Regions from separate parts of the Mus musculus genome. Here region 1 is linked to region 2. The links are chromatin contacts, called in public Hi-C maps. All regions are on one chromosome and are shown on one strand. Each heading gives the region's core, a stretch centred on a gene start, on an enhancer-like site or on the middle of the called end of the contact. The rest is flanking DNA. Distances are from core to core; before and after follow the strand shown.

The links. Hi-C and Micro-C count contacts between places; a contact is called where the count stands out from the background.
Region 1: a contact with region 2 is called in a Hi-C map of the N1E-115 cell line, with 2.4 times the contacts expected there. The contact joins two enhancer-like sites. A contact is called at or near these places in 2 of 484 Hi-C or Micro-C datasets (the N1E-115 cell line and nephron progenitors), 1 of 115 datasets of contacts at active chromatin or transcription factors (embryonic stem cells) and 1 of 9 other capture datasets (embryonic stem cells).

The regions. Positions count from the first base shown.
Region 1 is chr2:33,676,234-33,679,608 of GRCm38.p6, reverse strand. No RefSeq gene overlaps it. Among named protein-coding and RNA genes, the nearest start is that of C130021I20Rik, 37 kb to the right of the region's middle. Within about 2 kb of position 1,973, at least 3 of the 459 cell types and tissues checked have an H3K27ac peak or open chromatin away from gene starts, as enhancers often do. A contact at or near this core is called in the N1E-115 cell line, where this site is marked.
Region 2 is chr2:33,560,718-33,564,383 of GRCm38.p6, reverse strand. Lmx1b (LIM homeobox transcription factor 1 beta) reads left to right here. Exons shown (of 8, transcript NM_010725.3): 8 at 1-3,419. Among named protein-coding and RNA genes, the nearest start is that of Gm39789, 7.0 kb to the right of the region's middle. Within about 2 kb of position 2,228, at least 3 of the 459 cell types and tissues checked have an H3K27ac peak or open chromatin away from gene starts, as enhancers often do. A contact at or near this core is called in the N1E-115 cell line, where this site is marked.

The DNA of each region.
Region 1 (3,375 bases), core at 724-3,223, 120 kb before region 2:
TCAGCTTATAAAGAAGAGGCACAGTCCTCTCTGGGGCACAGCTCGGTGGCGGGGAGGCCTTCTGCTAGGCCCAGCCTCTGAAAGGTTTCCCTACCTCCCCATAGCAGCACCCTGGGGAGCAAACTTTTCAACACAGGGGCCTCTAGAGGCAGTCCCTAGCAGCCATAAAGTTGAAACCTTGGGCTTTGGACCCGGACTGAGAGAGAAGGCAGCCTGGAGTTCCCACTGTCAGGCCTTAGCTACCAGGGAAGCAATTATGATTCTTGATTCTGACTTTGCACCGTGACCCAATGAGGCGAAGTCTATCGGCCCCGGTTTTCACAGACGGCTAAGCTAAAGCTGAGAAAGGGTGACCAAAACACGCCCAGGCCACCCAGTGGGAAGTCTCTGAGTCAGATCAGACCCTAGATCCTACAGCCTCAAGTGATACACTGGCCTCCACACCCGAGGCCTGCCTGCATGTTGCTTCCGTGACCTGCATGGGGCCACACCCTCTGGACCTGGGCAGAATTCACACCTGGGGAGGAATTGGAGATACAGCCCCTGCAGCAGGAGCACATGCTCACACTAACACATACACACACACACACACACACACACACACACACACACACACACACTGTACTCAAGCTTCATGCCCAGGTTTGGGTGCCGTCTGTAGCGACTGAGTCCCGGACCAATTGTCCGAGTGGTTGCTGTATGCCAGACAAGTTCTCTAATTCTCATTAGCCCTGCTGGAATGAAAATTCAGTTGGCAAAGCACACACTGGGGTGCACACACATGGGAGCTGAGCTGGATCCACAAAACACATATAAAATACAAAACAACAGCAAAATAGGCGTGGGGTGGGGTTTGTAATCTCAGTGCTGTGAAGGCCAAAACGAACAGATCCTTGGGGCTCACTGGCTGACCAGCCTCGCCTAACAGGGGAGTACAGGCCATTGAGAGACCCTGTCTCAAAAATAGGGTGCATGGCATGACCAGGGAGCAACACACACAAAGCGCACAAGCACTTCCAGCCACATGCACACAAATAAAATAAAAATAAAATAGTGATAATAAATATGTAATAAATTGGGCAGAGTGTCCTCTTCATCAAAGGTTTACCGACTCGGACAGTCGACCCAGGGAGGAGCACTCCACTGCTACATGGAGAGCTGGCTTGAAGTCAGCTCAGTTGGACTGGGAGTTTGATTTTCTCAACATGGAGAACTGGTTGGGGCAACTGGACCCCCAGGGTAGGCAAGGGCAGGGCCTGGATTCATGGCTTTCTAGAGTTGGACAGTTCTCAGTCCCTCGGCTGACCCACTCCGAGCTCATCTTGACCCTGGGAAGCTGACCTGTGGAGATGCAGGATGGGGGCGGTGTTCCCCTCAGTGGCCTTGCTGAAGGGGCCACACTGCAGACAGTCCTGAAGTGGAGACAGGAGACTGGTAAGGACCTGACAAGAGTTCCATACAGAGCTTGCTCCCAGAGCCCATTTCCCTGTGTAGAGCCTCAGTTTCTGTATTTGAGCAGATCCATGTTGGTTGATCTGGTGGGGTTGTTCTGGGTGGGGTCATAGCCTAAACTGGAGACCCAATCCCAGGCAGCTATGAGCCAGGCAAAGCCAAGGGACACACTATACTGGGCAATCCAGGATAAATGGGAGATTGCATTTCCTGGGAGAGTCAGAAACACTGCCTGGAGGAAGGGCAGGGAAAAGCCAGGCCTCAGGGATGGGGAATGGGGGAGATAGGGCAGGATGCACCTTCAGCTGCAGTCTAAAACTCTACTAGTAGAGGGAAGACAGGGGCCATGGGTTGGGGTGCGGGTGCAGTGGGTTGTGGGTGCGGGGTGCAGAGCATGCTTTAAACAGCGGGCAGGGCCTTAGGCCACGACTTTAAACTCTTCCCTGCAGGAGTAGGGAAAGACAGGAGCCAGGCTGACAGTAGGCAGCAGACAGAGTGGGAGGGGCCGCAGATGAGTGGTAGTGGGGGTGGGGAGGCAGGAGACAGATGAGGTCTGGACAGGGAGGAAACAGAGAACATGATGGGAGATAAGATTTCAGAGACTTCAGAGGCTGAGCAGCAAGGAGCGGTCTGCTGCTAGGGGAGTGGGCAGAGAGACCCCAGGAGGGACCAGGGACAGCTCCAAGTCAGGGTCTTTCAGGGTGTTTTCCTGCTAGATCCCCAACCATTGTCCCAGTCTATTTCCAGTCCCATCCCACTGTTACAAGCTACAACCCACCTTGTCTCCAGTCACATTCCGCTGTGTCCCTGACTATCAGTGAACATGCCTGCCCTCTGTGTCCCCTCATCTGTGTCCCTGCATCGCTGACACAGCTTGTAACACTGAAAGATCGGTATCCCTGTGCAGGAGAAGGGGAGTCCAAAGCCCACCTAGCTACATTGACTACGGTAGGCCCACTCGAGCCTGACACCCACCACTTCAACAAGAGGGAGCAGAGTGAATTGAAGGTGTCCTCTGTTATCTGTCACCATGAGCCACCATGCTATGATGCAGCTGGAGACCATCCCCAGAGTCTGATGCCACCCACCTTGGACTTTCAGCCTCCCAGACTGTGAACTACACACCCCCTTTTCCTTGTTAGGCAGCCAGCATCTAGCTCTTTGTTGTTAGCAATATACTGCAGCAGAGCTGAGCCATGGCTTTCACTTGACTTTGGTTGCTAAGGTCTCACCAACCTAAATCATGGGCTTGTACTGTGAAGAGCTGGCCTAAGAAGCCCCTGTGCTCCAGCCTTACTCCCCCTCACATCCTTGTAAAGCGAAGGGCCTGTTTCCCTCTGACACCAAGATCCAGCACCCCTGTCAACACTGAAACTCCCTTCTTCAGTACCGACTCAAAGGCATGAGGAACCCAAAGTGTCTCGGTGGGCACCTTAACTTTCAGTTCAATGGAATCCTTGTCTTACCCACTAGGGGTATTGTCCATCTCCTGGAACTAAGACCTCTAAGCCAGCAGAGTAGAAAGACCCCAGGACAAGGCTGGCAAAATGGCCCAGTAGGTGAGAGCACTTGCCACCAGCCCTGAGAACCTGATTCCAATCCCCAGATCCCAAAAAATGGAAGAAGACAAAGGACTCTGGTAAGTTGTCCTCTGATCTCCACATGCGTGCCGTGCTGCACACACAAAAGCACATACAAGTAAATGAACGAATAAATGAATGAATGAATGAATAGATATAGATAGATTGATATATAATTAGATGATAGATAGTTTAAAAATCTAACCATATCAACAAGCAAATTCCAGAAATTTCAGAGCCAATCTAGACAATTTTCCTTCAGACCTCGTTCCCCTAGAGCTCTTCTCAGTACCAAATTCTGCTCCCTGACCACAGTGTCAGATATGTGGTGTGCAGAACTAAA
Region 2 (3,666 bases), core at 979-3,478:
GACAGTCACTTGCCTCCCAGTCCTTTGACTTCATCACTACCTTCCCCGTCCCCGCCTCTTTTTGGGGGAAGCTTAAATTTGTTCGTTCTTTCTTTTCTTTCTTTCTTTCTTTCTTTCTTTCTTTCTTTCTTTCTTTCTTTCTTTCTTTTTTTTTATAAACATTCTGTTTCCAGCCAACCTCCATTGTCCCTGCAAGGCCAGCCCTGGGACAGTGCCTGGTACCCGAGAAACAGTTATACGGGTGTCCTGCGCTGGAGACCACTTCCCCTTCTGGTTAGCTCGGGGGATGGTTTCTGGGTCCTGGGAGGCCCAGGGTCACTGTTCCCAGCCCTAGGCTGGAGCACAGGAGAGGAGGGCCCATGCAGGTGTGACAGGCTCTTTGGCCCTGCCTGAACTGGGAGTCTCAGCAAGAGGAGGGATGTGGACAAAGCCCAGAGAGACCCAAAGGGACAGAGATGCGCGCACGTAAAGCCACTCACATCTGTAGGCACACCTGTGCAAGCATGCATATATACACCTGGTGCACACGCACACAAAGATGGAAGAGCTGCCTTTCCTTTCCAGAAGCAGCGGTGAGGTCAGCGAGCAGGGCCTACCTCTAAGAGCAATTGGAGAGGGAGGAAGGACGTAGGCCTGAGGTGTGAGCAGACAGACCTGGGTGGACCCCAGGCTCTGTACAGGTCATGACTGCCAGGGCAGGAGGGTAGTCACAAACCTACAGGTCCCAGGGCAAAGCTGGAGTCCAGAGAACCCAGTATACACAGACCTCAGCAGACACTCCAGATGGAGAGGACCTCAAGAGTCTGACCCTTGGTACCATCCGATACTTAACTCCCTCGGTCCTTCTTCTTACCCAGGGCCAGCGATGGCCAGCTGCCCTCCTTGTGGGCTCCCCTGACCCTCAATCTCCTCTTGCCTGTCAGCTGAGGCTGTCCGCTGGCAGGGCTCCTGACCTTAGCCAGCTCGCACTCAACAAGGCCAGCACCTTCTCTGCTCTTGGCACCTTAGCTCTGCTGATGCGGCTTAGGTCTCATGACTTTGGAGCCCCATCCTTGTTCCATAATGACCCCCCTCCCCGGGGCCTCACACAGGCACAGTGACAAGCTACAAACTCCTTCAATATGTGTGGATGGGATGTTGATTGCTTAGAGCCCATGGAAGACCACCGCTTGTACCTGGTTGCCTTTCCTTTTGTTGGCTCAGTCAGCTTGGGGCGTTACTCTGAAGCCACTGTATCTGTTCCCTCTGTCTCAGCTGCATCAGGTCAGCCCTGTGGGGCGCCCCACAGAATCCTTGCACAGTTATAGGCCACCAGCATTTCAGCCTCCTGAGTCACCCCCAGCCCCCAGTCTCCTGGACTCTTCCTGCCTGAAGCTGAAGCAGCCGTGGTTCTTTCCTTGTCACCCCCCCCCCGCACACCACCCCCCAACCTCTGGCAAGCACTGTGTTCCAGGCCAGAAGCCCAGGAGAAGGCTGCCATTCATTTAACGCAGACTCCTAGCCACCCCTCACCCACCAACCCACCCGTCCTGATGTCTGCCGAGCTCTAGCTGTGAGCACGGCAGGATGAGTATCTCTCTGTCGCCCGCCATTTTGGGCTCCTGTGCCTGGTTAGTTAAGCTGCGTGGGTTAATTTCCTGTCTCTGGGGAGACCTCAGACCCCCTTAGCCCCACCCAGATGTCACAATATGGAGTCAGCAGGGAAGAGCAGCTAGCACAGCCCTCCCGTGTCCCCCATTCTATCACTATCCTCCATGCTGAAGGTGTGGTCCTGAGCTAGCTGCTTGTGTGGCTCGCCCTTGCCTCCTCTGGCACAGGCCCCTGGCTGAATGGTACAGTGCATACTCCGGGCAGACCCAGGGTAAATAGGAGCTCCAGGAACCCGGGCCTACTCTCATCCACTTTTTAAGTTGGGAGATGCAATCCAGTAGACTGTGTCGCTGCTGAGAAACCTGAGACAGGAGAAGAGCTGGGATGTGCTCAAGGCTTCACAGCAACGTAGTGACAGAGCCACAGATGAGGAGAGGACATTAGGTCTGTCCCCATCTCTGTCTCACATATGCACCCCACCACCACCACCAGGGACCAATGCGTTCTCACCACACCTGCTGACCCCAAGGGTCCTCCAAACCGAGTCCAGCCCTGGCCTCTGCTGTTGCCATGCTGGTGTCCCCAAGCCAGAAGATGTTATCACTTCTAAGTTGCCAGAGGAGGGTCCCCCCAGCCACCACACCAGAGATGCCCTGGCAGCCACTCTCAGCATTCTTTCACCACGGCTGTGGCCTGCTGCCCTGCTGAGACAACATGGCTGCTGCAGGGACAAGGGCTTCTGTCCCGTGGGAAGAGACAGCCTTTGATCTTGCCCAGACCTTGTTAGATAGCACACTCAGGCTTCTGGAACTGAGGCTGGAAGGAGGCAGTGGTGGAGGGTTGAAGGTGGGGGGTGGGGCTAGCCTGCAGCCTGAAAGGGCAGAGGGATATGGGAGAATGAGGTAGAAATTGAGAGAGAAAATCCAAGTTCCACCTCCTGGCTGGGGGTGTGGCATGTTGAGGCTCAGGCAGAGAGGAAGGAGCCTGTCCAGGTGTCACACAGGAGTGACAAGAACCTGAGCTTTGTCCCAGCCAGGGCCCTATCTGTAGATTCATTCCATGAGGCTTCCCTTCTCTCTGCTGTCCTCAGAGACTCAGAAGAGGCCCCACACACAGACACCACACCAGGGGTGAGAGTCAGACCAAGGGGTGGCACAGACAGCCTGCTGTTATGGAGGCTTCCTTAGTGGCAGGTGGGCATTGAGAAACTGCCCTTACATAAGAGATCCAGCTCAAGGGCAGCCTCTCCTCCTTTAGGGACATCCCTTTGAAGTGAGACCACCTCCCTGTCTGTCTGATTGTACCCCCCCCCCCCCCGCTCAGCAGGGGAAGATGGACTCAGAGCTCTGGGCACCCCTAGGACCAGGGGGACGCTGCAGCCCAGGGCTGACCGATGCGTGGAAGGGGCAGCACACTCACACACGTGCGCACACACTCACACCCGAAACAAGGAGGCTCACACATGGCCTGGGAGCAGGGAGACAGGAAGGACCCTTCAACATGTGGCCCTTGACAGGGGCAATTGCCAATGGTCTCTGGGCTGCTGCCCTGCCCTGGGGTCCCGCTTGGAGGGCGTTTGTTGCAGCTGGACTGGGGCCAGGCCACCCATCGTATTCTTTCCGTTTACCTTGTACAGACTGCCCGCCTGCCATCCCCACACACATTTTATTTAATAACTTGTCATTGTTAAATTATTTATTAGCGTTTCCACATCACCACCCCCGCCTTCCACTCACCTTCTGCCTCTTCCCACAAAAGCAGAAAATGGAAACAGCAAGAAAAAAAGACAAGATGTTGGTATATTTGTAAATAAACAACCTGTACACTCCTGTGTGGCCCCTCCTTGGGGATGGGGCTTGGGTCTAAGCGGGAGCTGCCCGTGACACTACTGGACCGCCCTGTGACTGACAGGGCGATAAGTCATGGACACTGGGTTTGGGTCTTGCCCAACTCTACCTCATAACCAATCCCCTCTCCTTCCCTCCTTGCCTCAGCCCTGGCCATCTCAGCCTTGAGTCCAACACAGTCATCCATGTCCAGTGCCCTCTGTCCAATCACCCAAAACACCCATCCCTT